Regions from separate parts of the Mus musculus genome. Here region 2 is linked to region 1. A link is a contact called in public Hi-C data. All regions are on one chromosome and are shown on one strand. The core of a region is the stretch at or near the end of the contact, and the rest is flanking DNA. Distances in the headings are between cores, read along the strand shown.

Region 1 (4,367 bases), core at 502-3,001:
TATGCTTGGATTTACTGGACTCCACAAAAATGGACTAAACAGGGGCTGGAGAGATGGCTCAGCAGTTAAGAGCACTGACTGCTCTTCCGAAGGTCCTGAGTTCAAATCCCAGCAACCACATGGTGGCTCACAACCACCCGTAATGAGATCTGACACTCTCTTCTGGTGTGTCTGAAGACAGCTACAGTGTACTTAATTATAATAATAAATAAATCTTTAAAAATGGACTAAACAGTAATAACTGAGCGTTGCTAGCTACTGGGTACTGATTCAAGCATCTTATATATCCTAACTCATTTAGTCCACATGACCATCTTGAATTTGTTAAAGAAGTATTGCTAGGTGTGTTGCATGGCCGTCTTTCCCTCTTTGACAGATGAAGAAGATATAGGGGATTTAAGTACCTGGCCGGTGCAGATGGTGAGCCAGAAAGTTCAAACCCATGCAGTTTGACTGCAGCACGGATAGACTGTTGGCAGTCACAGGGTGTGAGCACACGTGGGCTCGAATCACTGTGTGGAGCTGATGGGAGCATTCTCTGGCTTCATTCCTACCACAGCTGCTTCTTTGCCCAGGAGGAAGAGAAAGGTAGTGTCGTTTGTCACTCCACTAAAAGGGCACTGTATCCAAACGCTTATGCAATAACGTTATCGACCAGCCACCCACTGGAGTGAAAGTATTGAGCCTCCGGGCTGGAGAGATGATGGCTCAGTGATTAGGAGCACTGGCTGTTCTTCCAGAGGACCTGGGTTCAATTCCCAGCAACCACATGGCAGCTTACAACTGTTTGCAACTACATTTCCTGGGGTACACTACATTTCCTGGGATACGACATCCTCACACAGACATACATGCAGGCAAACCCGCCAATGCACATAAAATAAAAATAAAAATTTAAAAAGAGACAGTATGGAGGCTCTTATTTATTCATATTCCAGACTCGCCCCCACTTTGCGTCATGTGCCAAGCCTGATCCAGCACGTTTGTGTTCTAAAGATGTAGAGCACACCAGCGTCTGTGCCTGTGGTTTTGTCACGAACAGGAATGCGCCGGCCTCAAGTCACTGTTTCCACCTGAATTTCTGGCGTGTCCACACTGCAGGGAAAGGGATGCAGAACGGAACGTGAGTACTAGCAAACACAGTTAACAAATGCGTGAGGATTTGCCCGCTAATGCTACGCCCGACTTGGATCCTCTCTAGCTGGGCTTCATAGTGCATTTGGCTCCTCGTGCTGTTCCAGAGTATGACTGTTCCAGAGTATAACAGTGAAACGATGGCACCAACGTGAGATCATCGGGAAACACGGGAAATCGGCGGAAAAGGGTTACCTTTAGAGGTGCAGAGCCCCTTCCTCTCACCTCTACGAAACCCCTTTTTTCTGTTCACCTGAGTCTCCTGAGTATCTCCTCGGGTTCCTAGTCTCGAAATTCCGTACTCAGGAATCCAAGATTTTTTTTTTTTTTTTTTAGTTAGCTTCTGGTCTCTAAGACACTGTCTAGAAACCCTGGCCTCGGTTTCTTTCTTTCTTTCGCCTTCCTCTTCTTCTTCTTCTTTTTTTTTTTTTTTTAAGTTTCCTCCAATGAAGAAACTAAGGGCAAGACTGGGAGGCAGGCTGGTGACGTAATGCAGATTGATTGGCATTGAAGTCCTGGATGTCTTGGATTAGCCACGAGTTTCACCAATCCAGAAGCAGGGGTGGGACGGTGCAGGCGCAGAGAATTGGTTTGGGTGGCTTGGATTTAAAGCGATAGACGCGGTTGGGAGTCCTACAAGACGGTCCTCGATACCCTCCCCACAAGTCTTGGGACCATTTGGGTCCCCAGATCTGGGGAGATGGTTTGCGGCGGATTTGCCTGTTCCAGGAATGCGCTGTGCGCTCTCAACGTGGTTTATATGGTGAGGTTTTGGAAATGGATAAATCTCCGGGGCGGAAAGAATGGGGGAGTTTCTAGGGGACTTCCGGCGTGGAGAGGGGTGTACTGGGGGTTCTGGGAAGCTTCCCAGAAACTTCCGGCGAAGAGGGAATTCCTGGGTACTTCCGTGGAAGAGGATAGATAGACTTCCGGTGATGAGGGGGCTTGTTTGGTGGTGGGCAGGGGTGGATTGGAGACTGAGGGCCTATAGTTCCAGTCTTCACTTTCTGCTCCAGTTTCTTCCCAAACTAGAGTTACTAGACAACGCCAAGGCTTCCATTTGTGTGTTAGGTACCTACTTACCCTGCCCTACTCTCTCTCAGTCATTCCCAGTTGCTTGGGAAGTGCGCTTAGAGATGAACAGTACTGACTGCACACCTCAAGCGCTTAGCTTGTCAAGTCCACGTCCCCTTGTAATATAGCCTTGGGCTGTGCTGCATTGCTAGAAATCTTTGGCGATGACCGGGTCTCACTGTATAGCGAGCTAGCTAGCACAGACTAACCTGGAACTTCGCTGTGCTGCGGTTGCAGGTATGAGCCACCACATCAGGCTGAATAAAGTGTATTCTTTCTATTTCTTGCAGCTTGTGGGCTTTTTGCTCATTGGCGTGGCTGCCTGGGGCAAGGGCCTCGGTGTGGTGTCTAGCATTCACATCATTGGAGGAGTCATTGCTGTGGGAGTCTTCCTTCTCCTCATCGCGGTGGCAGGACTGGTGGGCGCCGCGAACCACCATCAAGTGCTGCTCTTCTTTGTATCCTGGCCTTAGTGATTGGGGCCTGAGCGGGCTTTTCCTGGGAAGGGGACCAGGGGACCTCAAACACGTCTCTTTGTTCTTACTCTGTAACCCACACAAGTTGACGGTTTTCCCCCAACTTGATAAAAAGTGCAGTTTGTGAACAGAGAAGGGCCTTGAACTCTGCCCCCTTGCCTGCCACATCGCAGTTAGAATTACAGTGGTGAGATTTTAAAGACAGAAACTGGGCCTATGCTATGTAGTCCTAGCTTGGAGCTCACACTAGGCTGGCTACCACACAGCTTTGTCTGTCTGTCTCCCTGAATGAGGTATTTTAAATGGAAAACAGGTCTTTTTGCCCTAACTTCTTCTCAGTATATGATCATCCTAGGTTTGGTCTTCATCTTCCAGTTTGGAATCTCTTGCTCATGTCTGGCTATTAACAGAAACACACAGGTAAGGGTAAGCCCTTTCATGTACTTGCTTGCTTTCTCCACTTTTATCTGACCCCTTCATCTCATCCTTGCTCAGACCCACTGCTTCCACAGATGTGTGCTCCCTGACACATATGGTTAATTCCCCAAGATGCAGAGAGACCCTGAGACACCTCACATTACCAATGATCACGCTGCGGTCTCTGTGGGGTTTTCCTTGCTAAAGCAGGGAAATGGAGACTCCTGAACCGAAGGGTATGTGAGGAGACTAATGTCTAATAATGTTCTAACGAATGTTAATGCCTGTGTGCTCTCTAGGCAGATGTCATCAATGCTTCGTGGTCGGTCTTGAGCAACAGTACCCGGCATGAACTGGAGAGAAGTTTTGACTGCTGTGGCTTGTTCAACCTTACAACCCTGCGCCTACAAGATGATACTTCCTGTAGTGCGGTAAGATGAAGGATTAGTCATTCCTGGGACATTCACTACAGCTTTTTGGACAGGGCAGGTGAGCAACTTTGAATTCTCTATATATGTCTGTTACCAGGTGTGCAAAACTAAGAGCTCTACATGCCAGATGTGTGGGGAGAGGTTCCTTAAACATTCAGACAAAGCCCTCAAGATCCTAGGAGGTGTTGGGCTCTTCTTTAGTTTCACAGAGGTAATGACTCCTCATGTACACACTCAAGCCTTCAACCCCATGGTCCAGAAATAACCTTTCTCTCTTCCTCTCCCGTAGATCCTTGGTGTTTGGCTAGCAATGAGATTCCGGAATCAAAAGGACCCTCGAGCCAACCCCAGTGCCTTCCTATGAGACTTTTGACCTCCCAGATAGCATCTCTGCAGCCTAGGCTGTTTCTAGCTAGCTCTGTATCCAAGGAAGACCTTGAATTCCAGACCCTCCTGCCTCAGCCTCCTGCTGGCATCACCACACTCAGCCAGCCCCTGGATCCTTCTGACTTGGCTTTGCCATTTTTTTGTTTTTTGAGACAGGGTTTCTCTGTATGGCCCTGGCTGTCCTGGAACTGTGTAAACTAGGCTGGCCTCAAACTCAGAAATCCACCTGCCTCTGCCTCCCAAGTGCTGGGATTAAAGGCGTACACCACCACTGCCTGGCCTTGCCATCTTTACAAACACCTAGGGGTGGCCCTATGGTTTTGTTTTAGAGAAAAGAGGTCCCTTACCTCACCCCCAAGAACTGGTGGTTGGACTTATGTCTGTTTTGATGGGAACACGATTATGGATGAGGGGAGGTAGGCCTCGGGCCCTAGGAGGGTAACTGCAC
Region 2 (4,572 bases), core at 901-3,400, 1.7 Mb before region 1:
ACCAACAACTGACCTGAGAATATGGCGAAACACAGATCCAAAATAAGGTACAAAGATGTTACAGTAACTCTGAGCTCCTGCCAGGCAGTGGCACACCCTTTAATCCCAGCACTTGGGAGGCAGAGGCAGGCGGATTTCTGAGTTCGAGTTCGAGGCCCACCTGGTCTACAGAGTAAGTTCCAGGACAGCCAGGGCGACACATCGAAATCCTGTCTTGAAAAACCGAAATAAAATAAAAGTCTGAGTTTCTCTTCATATTCCTTATTGGAAAAATCATATTCCAACCTATGGCTTGTTTAATGTAGGAGAGTCTTTGACTTTATGCAAGAACTGATTCGAAGAGTAGTTTGGGACACAAGTGTTATTTAAACAGAATCTTTGTTTACGGTGATCAAGAGCTAGGAAGCTTTACAGACATCTAGGCACTTGCTTCAGTTTGTGTTTTTGCTTATCCTACAGAAAGAACTAAGAACAAGATCAGGTATAAAGAGACCTTCAAAAGTGTCTGTTGATAGCAGGAGTGGCACACACCAATAAACCCGGTAAACCCAGCTCTTGAGAGGTTGAACCAGGATGGCAATTTCACTGCCAGCCTAGGCTATGTACATACTAAAATCTTGTCTCAGGAAAAAAATCGTTTGTTGGACTGTGAGTAAGGAGGCGATGTAGGAAGGGGAGATAGACTTTGCTAACGGTGACGCATATACTGTTAAGAAGAAGGGTGTGGGGTAGCGGTATAGATCCGTGGTGCAGCACCGGAGAAGCACGTTCCAGGCACTGAAGCTCATCTGCAGCATGGTGGTGACAGTGATGGAGGAGGAAGAGGAAAAATGAAAACAAAAACAAAGCAGTGAAGGGTCAGGATGCAAGCAAACCAGAACAAACCTGAAAAGGACAGCAGAACAGAGACAGGTCACTCTCCGACTCCCGATCTGAATCTAAAGTTTAAATAACAACAGCAGCAGCAAACCCCACTACTCTAGAGAGTTGCTTCAACAGCTTTGTCTCCAAATACTTGAAGACTACTTACTTCTGTTTCCACTAGAGGGCCTTTTGTTTCTTTCGGTTTTTTTTTTTTCTTTTCTTTTCCTTTCTCTTCTTTTTTTTTCTTCTCTCTCTCTCTCTGACCCTCACTGGACCCGAATATATACACACATTTCCAACAAGCAGTCTGCTCTCCCACTCCTTTCTATTCCCAGCTGTAAGAGGATACAATTCCAAGAACACAAGGCTTTGTTGTGCTGCTCCTACTTCAGAGAAGGGTAGGAGGGAGTTAGTCGTGGGTTTGGGGCGGGGCGGGGGATGCAGGATGCCTGGGTCCCCAGTCCCTACCAGTAAATCCCCACTCATTGGTCTCCTTTCCGTTCAGCCTCACACCAACCATGCTGCTTCAAGAGTCCTGACAGCTCCAATAACAGGTAGGAGGAACTGAAAGGCTCTGCCTTCAGACTCTACCTTTGCCCAACGACTTCTGTGCCATCTGCCAAGGCCAGAGGGTAAAGTGCTAGGGTTGGGTATGAAGAAAAGGTGAACACAGTCAAACGTTGTTTTATGCACCTAAATCTCCACCCTAGTCTTAAGGAAAGGATATGGATTTTGAGAGAAAAGGCTGTGCATAGACAAGTCCGAGGCGGAGCTGAGGAACTCGGAGGAGAGGTGGGCAATTATCTCAGGCAGGGTCAAGCAATGTGAAGCCATGTGGAGAAGGAAATGCACCTAGGTCTAGGGTTGTGTGTGAATTGTGGAACTCTGGCCTTGCCTCTCTGGGTTCTCCTGAATGTGGAATCATTGACTTGGGCAGGCGCGTCCAAAGTGATGATTTGGAGATTGGAGGGCCGGCCAATTGCTGACCAGTCGCTGGGTGGTTCCAATCAGCACCCTGACCCCTACCTTGGCTTTCCTGGGAAGGGATGATGGGAGAGGCTTTGACTAATTAGAAAAGAAAGATAGAAGTAGAGCTGCCCCAGGCATGGGAAGACAGAAGCGTAGGAGTGGAGAAAGTGGCACAAACCAGAGCCCTGGAGATACTCTGAAGGCCCGGAGCAGATTGTGTTGGAAAGCTGGCAACAGCGGTGGGCTTGGGCGCGGCAGGAGGGCAGGCTGGGTCGGGGGCGGGCAGTGTGTCGTCAGGAGCTGGGCGGCCCCGCAGCGGCCGCGTCTTCCTAACCCGTCCCCTCCTGTCCAGCTCGGGCTCCGGCGCCCCTGCTCTGACCGTGCGCTCTCTTGGGTCAAGGTAGAGCCCCCGCGAGCCCCGTGCCACTCGCACACTCTCGCACCCGGCCAAAAGGGCAGCGGAAGGGGCCGCCCCACCGACTGGGTGAGGGCTGCGGCGTCCAGAGAAGGAAGCGTTGACAGCTGGAAGCTGCTGCTGGAAGGGTTTGCGCTGGGACTCCGGGACTGCCGTAGCGCTGCGCAAGACGCAAGACCGGGGTAAGCTGCGTTTCCCCCAGACCTTTCCTCCACCCTTATCCCTCTTGCTCACTCGGAGAGCTGGGAAGCTCAGCTCCTGGGAACTCGGAAGAAAGGTGCCTTTTGAAAACCCAAGGTGCCACACGGGTGAAGAAGGGTTCTTCTTTGGCCTCCGATCCTTTCCACACCTGTCACGGGGAGTTTTCTGGAAAAACTGGGTGGGAAGCCACTTTTCAGATTTAAATAAGAAATGAACCTGACTACCGAGGCAGAAAAGTAAATATTATTGGTCATCTCTACAGCCTCAAAAAATACAAGCCCACATCCCCCAACTATGCCAACATCGTAACTTCCTCCTGTACTAGTAGCTACGACACCCTCCGTACAGGAACATAGTGTGCCACCCCCTTATCCAGGCAACACAATTATCCCTGATGTTTATGGCGATTTAATGAATTCTGATGCTTCAAGACAAAAACAAAACAAAAAACAACCTCTCTGACTAGTAGCAGGGATGGGAAGGAAAGAACGGACCCTCAACCCTGGGAAAAAGGGATGCCTGATGTGGTTAGTCCAGCTCATTAGGCTTGGTTCTAAAGCTAGGAGTACCTGCTCTGTGAAGTCTCTTGCTGGGGCATCCTGAACGTCCTAGAAACACGCTAATTCTTGAGTAATGATGAATTTGAAAGCGGGTAATGAAGTGAAAGGAAACGTTAAGTGTTAGTGGAAACCTTATCTCTTTGATAGCTGCAATTTTAGTATTCAGTGTTTAAAGTTAGATCTGAAGAAGGAGAGGCGCCAAGATTTGGTGGACGTAATTTGAACAGGTTGTCTAAGAGTCTTGACTGGGATCCTAAGCCCAGAATGTTGTAGGATTCTTTCCCTCCCCTCCAAGTCAGTTTCTCTGGTCTCACCCTAAGTTGGTAGAGGTGAGGGAAACCCGGGGTGGGGTTGGGGGGAGGGGGAGCGTGAGTCACAAATAGCTGGGGGTAGGACTACAGACACCACCCTTCCAGCCCTGCATCTGTCTGGACTAGCCCAGGTTATAGCCTCAGGGTTGGGATGAAGCTAGAAGACTTTGGACTTGTTCCAGGTCTTTAAGATCCCAGGATCCTGTAGTTTGCTCTCGGTCAGGTCCAGGGGCAGCCAATTTATACTCTCTGACAGAAGTCAGGGCATCTGACTAGATCCCTAGAAACCCCTATGTCCAGGGTCCCAACCCACAGATGTTCCTAACTCTATAGTTTCCAGCCACCTCCTCATTTTCTCAGAGGCAAATTCACCATCTTGATGCTACTACATGTCTGTACCTGACATAAGTATTTGTATTTTAAGTGGAAGGTACATAGTTGAGCCTTGCTACGGATAGAAGTCACTAGAATTTGTGAGTTCTTGGCTTAAAAGTACCATTTATCCTAATATCCAAATGTGTTTCTTTTTCTCACTTTGTGGGTGTGTAGGGGGACAGGGTCTAACCAAAGTTTCCCATGCTGTCCTTAAACTTACTTTGTAGCCTAGGCAGGCCTTAAGCATCCCACCCCCTTATCCGAGTCTCCTGAGTAGCCGGAATTGTCTATATTACCACGCTTCACCAGACATAAGACTATTTTTGTGTGTCACCTTATATAATATTGGTTGATGTTTATTGAATTCTCATTCTGTATCACACATTTCACTATGCATAATTGCTATATAAACTTACTTAAAAACCCACTTTGTGACCGACTAGGTACCTGTTTATTGATAAGATTGGGCTAGTGTATATAGATCAGTAGCTATGCACTACTGAGGATAACCTGACATGCTTGAGATCTTAAGTCCCTGAGTTTGATTCCCAGCTTTAACATTTTTAATGTGGTTCAGTGAGTAAAAGGACTCATCCAAGAGCTGAGATTCCAGCTTGCACCTAATTCAAAGGTCCATTCTCAAGCAGGGTGTGGCTGCAGATGCCTGTAATCCCAGCTGTAACAAGAGCTGCATAGTGAGACTCTGGCTCAAAAACAAACAATAAAAGCAAAAAAGTTCTCAGTTTCCATTATATATTGCCTCTCCCAGGTGTGAGATCTGGAGAGTCAAAGAAGGGACAGGAAGGACTCGTGTCATTGTGAAGAATGACCAGAGAGGTGCCTTGGCCTCTCTCTTTTCTTGGTTCCTTATTTGTTT

What was found. Hi-C and Micro-C count contacts between places; a contact is called where the count stands out from the background.
Region 2: a Hi-C map of B cells shows a contact between it and region 1, with 13 read pairs. The contact joins the promoter of Dgka here to the promoter of Tspan31 in region 1. A contact is called at or near these places in 4 of 39 promoter capture datasets (the C10 cell line, cranial neural crest, embryonic stem cells and 1 more), 2 of 484 Hi-C or Micro-C datasets (B cells and Th1 cells), 9 of 115 datasets of contacts at active chromatin or transcription factors (T-cell acute lymphoblastic leukemia, bone marrow-derived macrophages, differentiating embryonic stem cells and 6 more) and 3 of 9 other capture datasets (adipose tissue, liver and macrophages).

The regions. Positions count from the first base shown.
Region 1 is chr10:127,067,645-127,072,011 of GRCm38.p6, reverse strand. Tspan31 (tetraspanin 31) reads left to right here and starts at 1,751. Exons shown (of 6, transcript NM_025982.4): 1 at 1,751-1,897; 2 at 2,499-2,666; 3 at 3,024-3,104; 4 at 3,401-3,532; 5 at 3,630-3,743; 6 at 3,822-4,367. The coding sequence starts at 1,835. The coding sequence ends at 3,896. A730063M14Rik (RIKEN cDNA A730063M14 gene) reads right to left here and starts at 1,531. Exons shown (of 2, transcript NR_040660.1): 1 at 1,388-1,531; 2 at 911-1,095.
Region 2 is chr10:128,741,654-128,746,225 of GRCm38.p6, reverse strand. Dgka (diacylglycerol kinase, alpha) reads left to right here and starts at 2,150. Exons shown (of 24, transcript NM_016811.3): 1 at 2,150-2,430. It overlaps Gm31504 (predicted gene, 31504), which reads right to left and starts at 1,279. Exons shown (of 2, transcript NR_168573.1): 1 at 1,031-1,279; 2 at 344-885.